Regions from separate parts of the Mus musculus genome. Here all the other regions are linked to region 2. Evidence: chromatin contacts called from public HiCAR-type, HiChIP or PLAC-seq and capture Hi-C data. All regions are on one chromosome and are shown on one strand. Each heading gives the region's core, a stretch centred on a gene start, on an enhancer-like site or on the middle of the called end of the contact. The rest is flanking DNA. Distances are from core to core; before and after follow the strand shown.

Region 1 (2,700 bases), core at 143-2,642, 1.2 Mb after region 2:
TAAATGTGTTGCCGTTTTATTTAGTAACTCTAGTCTTTTATCTTTGGCCATCACAAAATTTAGAATTCTTTAGGCTTTATTGTCCTGTTTGTGATTTGGCAATAATAGTTGGCTAATAAAAGAATAGTTTGGGGATTGTTTTCCCCCCAAAAGTATGAACAATATGGTCCTTTTATCATAAAGCTTCTCCCTGTGTTGATATGGAATTATTAAATATTCATAACATTCAAAGGAAGTTACTGAATCGTGCCGTAAAGTGTTATTTATTTCAGTATGAAAAGATATTTTCGGATTATTGGATTGTCATTTTCCTTTTCCATATGTTGTAAAATTTCACTCACTGTCATTTCACTTAATTCACCAGTGTAGGAAGCTGTACAGGTTTTATAACGATGTCGGTCCCAGCAGTGCACAGTTACTGCTTGTATTTTAAGTTGTTAGACATTAAGAAATGCTTTCAATGATAATGTAGGGTTTTTTGTTTGGTTTGGTTTGGTTTTTGTTCTGGTTTTCTATTTTTATGTAATCAAATACTTCAAAATTAAATATGTTAAAAGGTGAAAGAGTGAAGCCAAAGATGTTTTGAAAAACACCAAAATCTGCAAAGTTTTCCTTTTCTCTGTTTAGATGAGCCTTAAGAGTTATTGTTGGGCTGAGAGGTGGACGTTGTCTCCTTACCCAAGGAGAGTTTCGTACTACATGACTGAGACTTCCCTGGGCTCATGAGATAAGACCATGGGTACAGTCTGTGACACTCGGTTGCCATTGTCTAGAATCTAGTTCTCAGCTTGCCTTTGAACAGACTCTGAAACATTTTGATAATATTTGTGGGTTTTGTGGGGGCCGAGCATGTCTGCCTTTCTTTTCCTTACCTGCTCCTGGTAAGAGCCTCCAACATCATTTAACAGCTTGTCTGCTAACGGCTTAAGGACACAGAATAGCAGCTGCATTACATAATGTGTTCTAAGTTAAGGAATTTGAGATGTCATTACCCAAATGAAGATGTAAATTGTTTTGTTGGCAAGGCTTATAAGGAGGGTTTTGTTGTTGATGGTGGTGGTTTGTTGTTGTTGCTGTTTGTTTTTTTGGTATTTTGGAGGGTTTTTGTTGTTGTTGTTGTTGTTGTTGTTTACCTGCTATCACATTGTATTGGTTAGCATGGACTATTTTAAACCAGCATTCTATTTAAACAGTGTCAGCGAATTCTGAGAGCTTGCCAAACAAATCCTCAAAATGGTTGCCAAGCTGTAAGATGGCTGCCAAGATCTAAGCACACTGAGCAGGTTCAAAATGGTGACCAACTTCTCAGAATTTGTTGGTCAGGTTCTACTTCTGCCAGTCCCTTCCCCCATGCAACTAACACCCAGAAAGAGGGGTGGATCCCAAAGATGCGAGACTTGGCACTAACTCCTTGGCACGAGTCCTTGTAGTGTCATCCAGAGATTCGAGGAGTCACCGAGTACTTCTTGTTTCACATGCTTGGCAGGAGACGATTCGAGGGACACTGGGGTGAAAAGCCATTGTAAAATAACATGGCCGTTTCCTCTTCCTGATCTAGTGTGCACCAGATAATTCTCTGGAAGAGATGTGGGGAGACTAGACAAGGCAATACTTTCTTCAAAGAGCTTTTTAAGCGAGAGCAAAAAGTGTTGACTAAGACTTTTGGGCTGTGCCTTTTTGTACTGCTTGCATGAAGTGGCACAAACTTTATATACAACAGGTTTAAGATTTATTTTAGTTTTGCATTTGTTTACTTAAGTTTATAGCAATTGCATTCTGGCAGTTGTGCTACTTAGCAGATTGAAATAAAATCATAGGGTGAATTAAAACATACTGCTGTTAGTACTGATTAGAATTTTAGCTTAGTGTAAATACCGGATGCAGGGTCCAACTTTTCAGACACTTGGCATGAGCTCAATAGGGATCTCCAGGCTACACAGGAGACAGTGTGTGTGTTTGGATGCTTTAAGAATTCTTGGATAGGTGCAGCAGACTGCTACTGCTGGCACGGTGGTTCATTGTGCTGGCTGCATAGTGTGCTCGGATTCCAAGGTAGACAGAAGAACTGGGGAAACGAGAATAAGGGAGAGTAGTTTGAACTTAAAACACAAAACCCGAAGAAAAGAATTTCTGTTTAAATTGTAGAGCTGTTACTGTGCACTTTGGCTATGGATACAAACAATGATTCCTAAACTAAGGTGAAAACGAAGGGCTTGGGGCGATTTGAAGGATGCCCTGGTAGCAAATACAGTTTTAAAACTGGGGATTTTTCTGAGATGAACATATACAGATGGATTAGCTTCTGCGGGCAGTAAGTATAGCAAATGAATTCCTTAAAAGGGGCTTGTGCTTAGCACCACCAGAGACTAGCTTTTGTTCTGCCTGAGACCAGATTCTTCAAGGTAGCTTTTAATTGGCACAAGCAGTTTGGTTGGTACTTGGGTAGCTTTCAAAAAAGCTGTTGGTCCTAACAGGTGCTGTTGCTGTTGCTGTTGCTATTGTTGTTGCTGATAATAGTTCAGAACTAGAATTAGAAGTTACTTAGTGTGAGATTTTTTGAACTCTGTGAATTTGGGGTGGGTGGTTCAGCATGGAGCCTGCTTTTGGCTCTGCACACCGTAAGTCAGAAGACATCTAAGAAGAGTGGCTTTTGATACATGGAAACTTTTCTCTTATAGTTAGCCAAAGATGCTTGTTGCC
Region 2 (2,700 bases), core at 66-2,565:
CAATCTACATTCTCAATGTCCACAGGGAAAAGAGAGATGGATTTTGGAAGAACAAATTGGACTTGTCTGAGAGAACACATAGTGAAGAGTCACATCTCAGAAGGTGTCCAAGCCCAAGGAAGCCCAAGGAATCTCTGCTTAGAGCTGGCTCCTTGAAAGCAGAAAATGAGCTTCAGTTATAATCTTCTGGGGATTGGCTAACTAACCAGAACTTTGGAATTCTGATGAGACAGATTCTCAGTCTAAATCTCCCTTTGCAAGAACAGAAAACTGTGTGGGATAGTAGTGTGTGGGCTTTAGGGATTGGTACCAAGTGCCAATTGCTCTTTACAAGATAAATCTCCCTTGGCCTTTGTCAGAGCTCAATCTGCCTATGAATTTTCCTGGACTCTATCCTCAGAAGCACCATCTGCTAGTGATTGTCCTACCATCTGACCACTTACCCTTTGTCAATTGCCCTCTTCTGGGCAACCCCACTACCAGTTGGAGTCTACCCATTGTCCATTTTGGAAAAACTGAGTCTGAAGAGCAACAAAACAGAAGGGGGAGAGGGAAACAATGCACTGTGTAAAGATCCAAGGCCAAGATGTGATGTGGGAAGGCCTGGAGTCTTTGCTCAGAACCTGGGGCGGGAGCATGTGGCCAAGCCAGAGCCATATTGTGTCCCAGGCAGCCTGATGGCTCCACAAATAATATTGATGCCTTTTGTTTGGAAACTTTTGAGGCAGCTTCCCACTTTCCAACAAGCCGTGGTAAATGCTGGGCCCTCCCCAAACCACTTTGCCTTTTGCATGGTTTCTGGCCAACTGCGCAGGCAGATGAGGCCCCTCAATGCTAATGAGGGAAAGGGCTGGCATTCCTGAGTCACCCAGCTCTGGGAAGCTCGCCTTTGTTGCTAAGGAGCATTGGAACTGTAGCTGAAAGGCTCATAAAGACAGAGAGGAGAGGGAGAAAAGAAAAGCACACACTTGTTTCCAGAACTTCACAGTTCCCTAGATGGCACCAAAGCTCTCCAGTTTCTGATCCCAATTAGAGTATCACCCCCATCTTTATTGTTCCTCTTAATGATCTTGGGAAATTCTTCAAGTTAGAAAACACTTAGCAAACTTTGGACTATTTTATCACTTTAGTTATGCTTTTGTGTCTGTGAACATACCACCTCCAGGTGGCTGAGAATGCCTTGTTACTGGCTCAGAGGGGTATGGAGCTGAGAGAAAGCAGCTGGGGTTTGCTAATGTTCATGTGTGGGCTCCATTCAGTAGGTGTTCACCAGTGACCCACATGGTCAAGGATCTGGGCATTGGTGCTGATGACAAAGTAGAAGAGGCTATGTTGGATTTGCTGCCAGTCTTGCTGGACAATGAGGCCATTCATACAGGGGTGTTGTACTAGTTGTTTGCTGCCAGTGTGGCCTACATAGCATTGCTGGACTTGGAATTTACACAACAGTTTTTCACTCCTGGCTTAGTCACTCTCACTAGGCCTGTTGGAACCAAAGTGATTTCAGTAGTACCCTGAGCTTCAGTTTTTTCAACAGTAGAATGGGCATAGTAATGCCAACCTATTTTGTAAAGTAAGAGAAGCAATTACAGGTGGGAGGATAATGTAAAAGGCAGTTTCTGCTGACCAGGAAAGCACTCTGAAAATGATCCAAACGCTAGTTTCAATATCTGGAAAAAAACTAATAATTAGGCCTGTTGTGAAGGGAAGAATTGTATAAAAATAGAGGATACTTGTTTCCTCTGTGGTACTTCTCTGTGGCATTCAAGATACACTGCTAAGCCATTGATGCAATATCTCATTTAATATGAATGGAATGGTGTTGCTCTACTAAAAAAGTGAGTTGCTCAAGGCTATATGGTATGAGAGAGTCTGATCCAGCTGAGAAAATGCCTCTATCCTTTATTCTCTTCATCTTTAAAGATGAAGTTTGTGATCCTTGGAAAGTTACTCTCTCTCTCTCTCTCTCTCTCTCTCTCTCTCTCTCTCTCTCTCTCTCTCTCTCTCTCTTACACACACACACACACACCACTGTATCATCTCTAAAAAGCTTACTGCATACTGTCACCCACTTAGGAAGGTCCTACTGCAGGAAGCTTATCAACCAACAGACACTGGTCTTTATTTCTCTATCTTTATTAGAATTCCACAGTGACACATAATGAGTATTCAATAAGCCACTATCTGAAAATAATAAAAAACAACAAATGCCACAATGACATTTTGAAGTGTAATGACATCATAGCATATTACTATTTATGTCAATTTGTTGGCTTCATAGCAGACCTCCTATAACCTCTACTGTCACATTGTTACCTTAATAAATAATCTTCTCTATGGATTTAAATTTTATTTCCTTAATTTTTACTCATATAAAAGTAATGAGTATACTCTCATGATATATATACAAGCAGACAGATAAGCATACAGACAACCTCCAAACCAAGATTCCCTTCTTGCCTAAATTCTAACCGTGCTGTGACCATGTAGTCTGACTTTATGAAGCATGACCCTAATTCAGAAACTTCACCCCTGCCTCTGAGGCCTCTTTGTGATTGTCCATGTATTCACCCCCTGCTTTGTTGACCATTGGTTATAAGTTCCCATTTCCCCTTGTCATTTGGAATTTGGGCCCAAGACCTTTCCTCTAAGGCATAAATCCCTGAAAGTAGTCCCTATGATACCATCATAGTTATAAAT
Region 3 (2,700 bases), core at 139-2,638, 1.4 Mb after region 2:
AAAGAAAGAAAGAGAGAAAGAAAGAGAGAGAGAGAGAGAGAGAAGTTCGTGTGTGGTTCCCCCTAACTGACTTCCCATTCTGGAAGCCCTTGGTCAAGTAGCTGGGTTAATTGTCATGAAGATTAGTGAGATGTTGAAATAAGTACTAATGGTCAAATTACAGGAGTGAAAAGTGGGAGAATAGGTTTTGGTTTGGACCTGAAAGGGTTAATTAAGGTTTTTTCACGGGTTATTAAAGACCCCCAACCCCTGCCTTAGGAGTCATATTGACAGCCCACCACAGGGCAGCTCAGCTCCTCTATTGACATGTTGCTGGTAGGAGCACAATAGCCCCAGTATCTGCAAATCATTGCTAAAATCATCTCAAGGAAAAAAAAGTTCCCAAGCTTTAACATTAGACAAAAGCCCGGGAGTTGCAGTGTGCAGCTCAAAAACCCAGAGTCAGCAACTTCTATTGATTAAAAACTAACCTTTAAAGTAACTCTGAGAGCGTGTGGTTAGCATTTAAATTTAAACATGTCGTGAGTTGATTTGTGTTACTGAATACCAACTCAGAAGGAGTAACATTCACAGTGCGGTTTTTTTTTCTTTCTTTCTTTCTTTTTTTTTTTTTTTTCTAACTCCCTTAAGCAGCTAAAGTATTTCATGAAATGTCAAAAGGGCAGAAAGAAAAAGGGGAGGGGCCAATGCGGGGCCTCATCGTTTTCTTTCCCAGGCAAATATTCACCCCCCAAAAGAAAAGTGTGGAGAGCGAAACACAATAATTAGTCCTTTGTCTAACTTTCTCAAATGCCAAAGAAAGACAGATTAATTAAATATACAACAGTGTTGGTTTTTGGAGCGGGGGTCTAGCTTGCTGGGTAGGTCATAAATTAGGCAGAATAAATACTTCAGTGTGTTTGCAGTGGGCCTGCTACGTCAGAGCCACTGGAAGGTTGGTGGGAGGAGAGTGGCGGGTTTCTTGCTAATGATAGTCACGTCTGGGTCTGTCTGGTTGCTAAGAGCAACCAGACATGATGTAACACCAGGATGAACTTGAACTTGGGGGACTTGAAAAGAGAACAATAGCCCAGAGCAATCAATAAAGCCTATTTCAGTGAAGGGTTACAGAGCTGCTCTGGGGTAACCTTGTGGGCGAGGCACACACTGAATAGTAAGATGTGTGAAGAAACTTTTTTTTTCTTTGCTTTGCTTTGCTTTGCTTTGCTTTGCTTTGCTTTGCTTTGCTTTGCTTTGCTTTGCTTTGCTTTGCTTTGCTTTGCTTTGCTTTGCTTTGCTTTGCTTTGCTTTGCTTTGCTTTGCTTTTTAGCAGAAGTATGTACAGGGCACTGCTGATTTTTGTAATGTCCTGAATGCAGAAACTACGGGACGGAAAACTGCTCCCCCTGGTGACTCGCCAGGTCCCAGGCCTTTGCTTCAGGACTGCCACACTGAAGAAGTCCAGAATTTCACAACTGCCTTAGAAAGCATGCAAACAGATTGGGAACAGCACTTACCACTCAGTTTGAGACTGTTCTGTATAAGAGCAGATATGGAAAGTGGATCTGCGTCAGAGATCAGGAGAAACTTAACGCAGACACGGTTTGCGGTCTGCTTCCCTCCCCTTTCCTTCTTACTGATCTTTCTTTTGTCCACTTAGATTTAGGCCATGCATACTTGCCAGGGTGATTTCTTTTCCAGATATAAGCAGCTTTATTGGGTTCTCCGAAGCGCATGGTCAGAGAGTAAAAGTCTACAGGATGAGTAGTTTTGTGGTTTGAGCTAGGAGTTTTTGTTTTGTTTTGTTTTGTTATAAGCGCCTTTGGAAATCAAAGGTACCTTGTGTGACCAGGAAATTTTACACCATGCCTCCATGGAGCTATCACTTAGCTATTTATCCCTGGGATCAAAGGAGTCCCGACTTTCCCCTAATTGAATCTCCCCGACAAGAGTGAGCTTTAGCCCTCACCTCCGGAATCAGTTCCGACTGACTCAAACCCTGGTGATGTTTTCAATGCAGAACTCACAGCCTCGAAGCTGGTAGGTTTTCTGATGAAAATACTGAATTCTTCAGAATACTTAGAAGAAAGTTGGCAAAAAAAAAAAAAAAAAGTCATACAATTTTTAGCCTCACTTGAGTTTTGAGATTGGTCTATAGTTGCTCATTTTGTTAAGCGAACTCTCTGTGTTGACAAAGAATGTTTCTGAAAGGGACATAAGACTGGCTCCACAGCTGGCAGAAAGCTCCAAGGGCACATTGAGTAGACAGAAACATGAACGAGAACTACAGTGGTTTCATTTCCCCATGAACACAATGGTGCTTCATAAGGTGCCATCTTATTTTATTATGTATCTTTTCTAAGAAAAGAATTTTAAATATATGCCATTGAAAGGATTTGCACCTGGCCGGGCAGTGGTGGCGAATGCCTTTAATCCCAGCACTTGGGAGGCAGAGGCAGGTGGATTTCTGAGTTCAAGGCCAGCCTTGTCTATGAAGTGAGTTCCAGGACAGCCAGGTCTATACAGAGAAACCCTGTCTCGGAAAGAAAAAAAGAGAGAAAGAGAGAAAGAGAGAAAGAGAGAGAGAGAGAGAGAGAGAGAGAAAGAGAAAGAAAGAGGAGGGGAGGGGAGGAGAGGGGAGGGGAGGGGAGAGGAGGGGAGAGGAGGGGAGAAGAGGGGAGAGGAGGGGAGGGGAGGGGAGAGGAGGGGAGGGAAGAAAGG
Region 4 (2,700 bases), core at 66-2,565, 1.5 Mb after region 2:
CAACGTCTTCTTACAGAAGGCAAGTGAGCATAGTACATAGGCTGCTGATACAGGTATAGCTAGTTATCCCTGACCTTGGGCCAGAAACTGGGTTCCAGGAGATCAGCATTTTGTATACACGTTCTCATTCAGTCCCCACAACAGTCCTAGAAAGTGGGTATGGGTTTTTTTCCATGCCCTGTCTATAGAAGAGGAAGTTAAAAGTCAAAATATTGCTAGAGTTTGATGTGAACTATCCTCCACAGGTTCATGTGTGTGACTACTTAGTCCATCCACTGACCATGTAGTTTGGGGAGGTTATAGATCTTCCCACATCCACTGTTATGAGCATGGAGTATGGCCAAGATAACATAAGTGAATCCCTTAAGGGTAGGTCTTAAAGGTTATATGTGTTTTTAACTGAGGTCTCTGTATCCTGGCCACCAATATGTGAGCCATTCTGACACAACCCCACCATCGTGAATTCTGGTGTGATAGGTTTGAACCTGTGAGCCAATATAAATCTTTCCTCTGTTAAGTTTCTTCTGTCAGGTATATTATTACAACAATGAAAATAAACATCTAATACATTAAGCAATATACTGAGTTAAACACTGAGCTAGAAGTCCAGACTAAGTCTACCTGATCCAAAGACAACAGGTTTTTTGCTTCTGCTCCTAACAGTGTAGGGCTTCCCATTTTTAACTCCATTGGTAACTAGTTTAAAGAGTCTTCCACCTCACCTGTAGCAGCTGATTCACTTAAATGATGGACCACATCTGATTTCTTTTCTTCCTTTCTGACTGCTGATGTTTTGTTCTTTGTCTGAGTCCCCAAAGAAAGATTATAAAATGAGGCCTTCCTTCATGTGCCTGGCAAGTCACAATGATTAGCAGTGGAGAGAAAAAAAAAAGCAAACACAGGCTTGGATACTGTAGGCCGCTCTCCTTCCAGGTAAGGATGACCAAAGAGAAAACCTCTGAGTCTTTCTCAACTGATACCACACTTGAATAGCTGGTCTTTTTCCTCTTAATTGTAATCTTAGGAAACCCTCTGGTTTTGTCCTACTGTTAAAGGGAGCAACGGAAGGAAAACTGAAAATGAATGTGGCCAATATTATTTATTTGGATCTGCTGTCCCATTAGCTGGTTTATGGTTTGAGTGCAGAGTGGTATTTAGTACAGAAACGGCATTTTCTTTGTTTTATTAACTGGGAGTTTAATTGGTTTGTCCCCTTTGGCTCAGCTTGAGAAATGGCTGCATCTTGCATGCACACACTGTACATAATAATAGTGCAAACAAAAGCCAGACATCTGCTCACCAGACCTGCCCCTGCGTCCTCCTCAGCACGGAGTGAAGCATCTCCGGCGAGTCTCCAGTTGGACTTTGCAGGAATGTTGGATCTCGGCAGTGGTTTCCCTCTCACCTTTCCTGCGCGTTTATAGGAGCCTTTGAAGTTCCTCTGAACAAACAGGGTCTCTGTGTTTCACTTATTTCTGAGCCAACCCTGGGGCCTTGGTTCCATCAGCTCCTTATTAAGTGTTTAGTAATTTCAGTATCCACCTTTTGGTCTTGCTCGCTTTTCAAACATCTGGAAGGAATTAGCTTCCAGGCCTCTGTACCATACCTATTTTGTAGTTCTGGAGAGAGTTGTGTGCTAGGGGATGTTGTTGCCCTTAACGAGCTTTCTTTATGGCGTTTAACTGTAAAAGGTCCCCCTCGTTAATATTAATAGACAAAGAGAGAGCAATGCCACTCCACCCTTATTCCGCAAGAGCTGTATTCAGAGCAAGACCTTCATGCTGAAAAGGAGAGAGAAAACATGAAAATGGGGTGGAAGTACAAGGTAAATGAAGGCATTATAATAGTAGTAGGGCCAAGAGCTTGAAAAGGTTTGAATCTGTACCCATTCTATTCTAGAAGCCAGCCTTGTGTGGCTTTTGAGCACTGAAAATGAACCTACTAAAGACCAAAGTGTTGCCAGATATGACACTATACCTGCAATCTCAACACTCAGGAGGCTGAGGCAGGGGGCTTGCTGAAAGTCTGAGGATAGCCTGGACTACACAATGAAACCTTGTCTCAAAAAACCAAAACCAAGCAAAAAAGAGTAAAATTTAAAATATATGCTCGATTTTTTTTAATTAAGCATTTAGAGTGCAAAGGCTCTCATTAGGCATTTTATATAATTATATTCTGAAAATATAATAGTTTGGAGGTGTTATATTAAATAAAAAATACTACTACTTTTCCTCATTCCCTTTTGATTCTTCACTGAAGCTATTAGAAAGTTTAAAGCTACGTAACTAGGTCGTAAATGTGTCTTGCGCCATCTCTCCCTGGACAGGGGGGCACGAGAAGACTGGACAGATTGTTAAACAGGATTGAAGTAGGGCCTGAAGGATTCCTTTCACTGGGGATCCACAAGCATCACACGGCTGAGGCTGCTAAAAAGCCTCCCTGAGAAGGAGCCACAGTAGATTGCAACACCCCGGAGCAGGCAGCTGGAAGAAACTACGTATTCATAAGGTTGTTTTGTTGTTTTGGTTTGTTTTTGTTTTTGTTGTTTTCAAGACAAAATTTTAGAATCAGTTGCTAAGTGCACTAAGGAACAAATAGGAAATAAGTAGATGATTACAGGGAACTGCCAGAATTAGCTAAAAGCCAAACTGACTTCATTAAATGCATTTCCATTTTTAATTAAATGACTAGACGGACAAA
Region 5 (2,700 bases), core at 191-2,690, 1.7 Mb after region 2:
TGACTCTAGCTTGTGCCAAGCTCCCATAAGACTAGCCAGCACTCACGGGCAAGAAAGCTAAGATACCAGCGTTATGTTTTCTTTATTTGTTTTTTTATTATGAATGGGGTTACTTTCTTGATTTCATTTTTTACCAAGCCCCATTGTTTGTTATGAAAAGCTACCGATTTTAAAATTTTATTCATGTACTGTGTATTTATTTTTGAGACAAGGTACGTCCTGATATCTACTTCAGTAGTCCAGGCTGGCCTGAATTCACTCTGTACCTTAGGCTGATTTTGAACTCACAGCAACTCTCTTGTATGTGGTTTTTTTGTTTTATTTATTTTTTTACATTTGTGTGTGTGAGAGGGCATGGGGGGGGGTGCTGGGGGAATATGGAGCTCAAAGAACAACTTGCTGTAGTAGGTGTGGTTTTTTCACTATATGGCTTCCTGGGATAGAACTTGAACACAGGCGAACAGACTTGGGCAGCACCTTCCTTTACCCACTGAGTCATCTTGTCCAGTCATCATTGATTTTCTACCTTTAATACTGACATCCACAAATGCCATTTTACTTGCTTCTTTTCTATTAGTGTGCCCTTTATTTCTATTCTTAGTGTGTTTTTTTTTTTTTTTTTTTTTTTTTTTTTTGAGACAGGGATTCACAATACTACTTGAAACCCCAGAGCATATAGGGATTAGAGGTGTGCACCACCACCCAGCCATGACCGCTGTTTGCTTTGGCATAAGTTTCCAATAGTATGTTGAACAGGACAGATGAAAATGCATATCTTCTCTTTATTCCTTACATTAGCGGGGAAATTACATACCTTCTTACAAGGCCTAACAAATGTTATTTCCCTGAAATTATCACACAGCCATGAAGTATCAAACGCATAACCAGCAAATGCCCTAGTGTTGCTGTTGCTTGTATTATATTCATCTTTTGAGGATACCATTTTATCTCTCATCCCTGTCAATCACAGTGCCTAATAGCACATTTATTCAGTAAGATATCTGATGATTGATTCTCTTTAGCCTTTGAGTAGCCTATATTAAATAATGTAAATGCTTATCATCAAAATTCTAAATAAGAAAGACACTCATAATTACCCTTAGGATGACTGGGACACAGATTGACATTTACGATCTTTTACATTGAGTCAGCAAATCTGGCAAACAAAAGGGACACAAGAAGGCTGGATCAGAGGGGCCTCGGGCTAGGGGCTAAGTGGACTTGTCGTTTGTTTGGGGTCTCGGTTTTGGGTCAGCGCTGGTGGCCCACAACTCTGTACCTGGACGCAAAGGCCTCCGGCCTCCTCTCCAGGGCTGGTCGCCCCACTCGTCCCCCGGACCCTTCACAGGCGCGCAGACGCCCGGGGGCTCGAGCCCCGTTCGCCCCGCCCCGCCCAGCCTCCGGCGAGGTGGAGAGCGGCCCAGGTGAGGAGGCGGCCGCACTTCCGTCCAGGTGAGGGCAGCAGCTGTACTTCCGCCAGGTGAGGAGGCCGTCCGTGCCCGCAGCCCCGGGGCTCCCACCCCGCCGTCGCCCGATCAGGTAACGCTCGCGGCGCACCGAGCAGGGATCGCGCGGGAGCCGCGTCCCGAGCCCACGGGCAGTGCCCTGGGCAGCTCGCAGGCCTAGCGGCGGCCTGCTACCCACCCAGCCAGCCAGGCGCGGACTTCCAGGCCCGGCTGGCCGGCCTGCGAGCGCAGCGATCGCGCGTGCTCGCGGATCTAGCGGCCCGCGGCCTCCCGCAGCGGGGCGGAGCCTCCCCGCGGTCGGTGGGAGGGAGGGGAGGGAGCAGAGGAACCGACCTGGCCTCGAGTGGGCCTCGCGTCCCTCCGGCCTCTCTCTGCTGAGCTGGGGAGGTGGCTCTTAAGTCTTTGGGAAAGTTAATGGATTCCTGCTGGGAATCAAGTTCTGGAACGCACATCTTTCCCACCTTTCGAATGCCCCACCCCTCCTTGGAATCTTCCCTGGACTGTTGTTCCCTTGTACTTTGCCTCCTGTGGACTCTTTCCACTTCTGCTTCGAATTCCTCTTGAACTTGTTTGTCTCGGCGGTCCAGAGGCCCCACCTTGCTGGGCCTGATTTCTCTAGATTGTCTTTAACCTGCATCTAACCTGTGGTCTCATCGTCGTGTCCGACGATTGTGTCTTCAATGAAGAAGCTTACGGGTATCTAGCATAATCTCAGTTCCTTTGAGACAGCTAGACCACATTCCAGGTCTGCGAGCCTTCCCCTGGCTTCCAATCCACCATTTATTTCTAGGGAGAGGTAGGGAGAGGTGGGATAAAAACTGGAATCTATTTATTTTGCAGAGTTAGAAAATGGGAGGTGAAGTTGTGACCTGCTATTTTAGGGCTCTAACGGCCTTTATAAGGTTTAATGAAATTTTAAGATACTTTGAACGTTAATAAATGCGGATGTGGAAGGATTCATCCTAATTTAGATGCTATTATTGGTGGCATATAGTGGACTTGTCATCAGAATAATGATTTGATTTAAAATTGAGTTGTATGAAGTTGTCACTCGAATTGAACTTCATCTTCATGAACTCTACTTACTGATTATTATTGGCTGGTGGGGAGGGGGATCTAATCTAGCACCACACACATACTGACTAGATGTGTCCCGTCCCTTGGTTCTACCCGCAGCCATTGAGCTTGTATGGAGCTAACATAAATTCATTGTAGGGAAAACAAGGGAATTTTC

Evidence for each region. HiCAR-type assays count read pairs that join an accessible place to other places. HiChIP or PLAC-seq counts read pairs in DNA pulled down with a chosen protein or histone mark. Capture Hi-C pulls out chosen DNA fragments and counts their contacts.
Region 1: a contact with region 2 is called in a HiCAR-type map of astrocytes, with 5 times the contacts expected there. The contact joins two enhancer-like sites. A contact is called at or near these places in 1 of 484 Hi-C or Micro-C datasets (cerebellum) and 3 of 115 datasets of contacts at active chromatin or transcription factors (astrocytes, fibro-adipogenic progenitors and stem cell-derived neural progenitor cells).
Region 3: a HiCAR-type map of astrocytes shows a contact between it and region 2, with 7 times the contacts expected there. The contact joins two enhancer-like sites. A contact is called at or near these places in 4 of 484 Hi-C or Micro-C datasets (cerebellar granule neurons, muscle stem cells, myocytes and 1 more), 2 of 115 datasets of contacts at active chromatin or transcription factors (astrocytes and stem cell-derived neural progenitor cells) and 1 of 9 other capture datasets (embryonic trunk).
Region 4: a capture Hi-C map of embryonic tail shows a contact between it and region 2, with 4 times the contacts expected there. The contact joins two enhancer-like sites. A contact is called at or near these places in 1 of 115 datasets of contacts at active chromatin or transcription factors (astrocytes) and 1 of 9 other capture datasets (embryonic tail).
Region 5: an H3K4me3 HiChIP or PLAC-seq map of embryonic limb bud shows a contact between it and region 2, with 6 times the contacts expected there. The contact joins the promoter of Patj here to the enhancer-like site in region 2. A contact is called at or near these places in 7 of 39 promoter capture datasets (cranial neural crest, frontonasal cranial neural crest, hippocampal neurons and 4 more) and 4 of 115 datasets of contacts at active chromatin or transcription factors (embryonic forebrain, embryonic limb bud, forebrain and 1 more).

What each region holds. Positions count from the first base shown.
Region 1 is chr4:97,922,674-97,925,373 of GRCm38.p6, forward strand. The region is part of intron 2 of Nfia (nuclear factor I/A); the gene reads left to right. Among named protein-coding and RNA genes, the nearest start is that of Gm40208, 14 kb to the right of the region's middle. Within about 2 kb of position 1,393, at least 57 of the 459 cell types and tissues checked have an H3K27ac peak or open chromatin away from gene starts, as enhancers often do. A contact at or near this core is called in astrocytes, cerebellum and stem cell-derived neural progenitor cells, where this site is marked.
Region 2 is chr4:96,718,451-96,721,150 of GRCm38.p6, forward strand. No RefSeq gene overlaps it. Among named protein-coding and RNA genes, the nearest start is that of Cyp2j5, 56 kb to the left of the region's middle. Within about 2 kb of position 1,316, at least 60 of the 459 cell types and tissues checked have an H3K27ac peak or open chromatin away from gene starts, as enhancers often do. A contact at or near this core is called in astrocytes, cerebellum, embryonic limb bud and 4 more, where this site is marked.
Region 3 is chr4:98,107,828-98,110,527 of GRCm38.p6, forward strand. The region is part of intron 10 of Nfia (nuclear factor I/A); the gene reads left to right. Among named protein-coding and RNA genes, the nearest start is that of Gm34784, 17 kb to the right of the region's middle. Within about 2 kb of position 1,389, at least 126 of the 459 cell types and tissues checked have an H3K27ac peak or open chromatin away from gene starts, as enhancers often do. A contact at or near this core is called in astrocytes, muscle stem cells and stem cell-derived neural progenitor cells, where this site is marked.
Region 4 is chr4:98,222,181-98,224,880 of GRCm38.p6, forward strand. It overlaps the pseudogene Gm12691. Among named protein-coding and RNA genes, the nearest start is that of Gm34784, 97 kb to the left of the region's middle. Within about 2 kb of position 1,316, at least 23 of the 459 cell types and tissues checked have an H3K27ac peak or open chromatin away from gene starts, as enhancers often do. A contact at or near this core is called in embryonic tail, where this site is marked.
Region 5 is chr4:98,394,386-98,397,085 of GRCm38.p6, forward strand. It overlaps Patj (PATJ, crumbs cell polarity complex component), which reads left to right and starts at 1,441. Exons shown (of 44, transcript NM_172696.2): 1 at 1,441-1,539.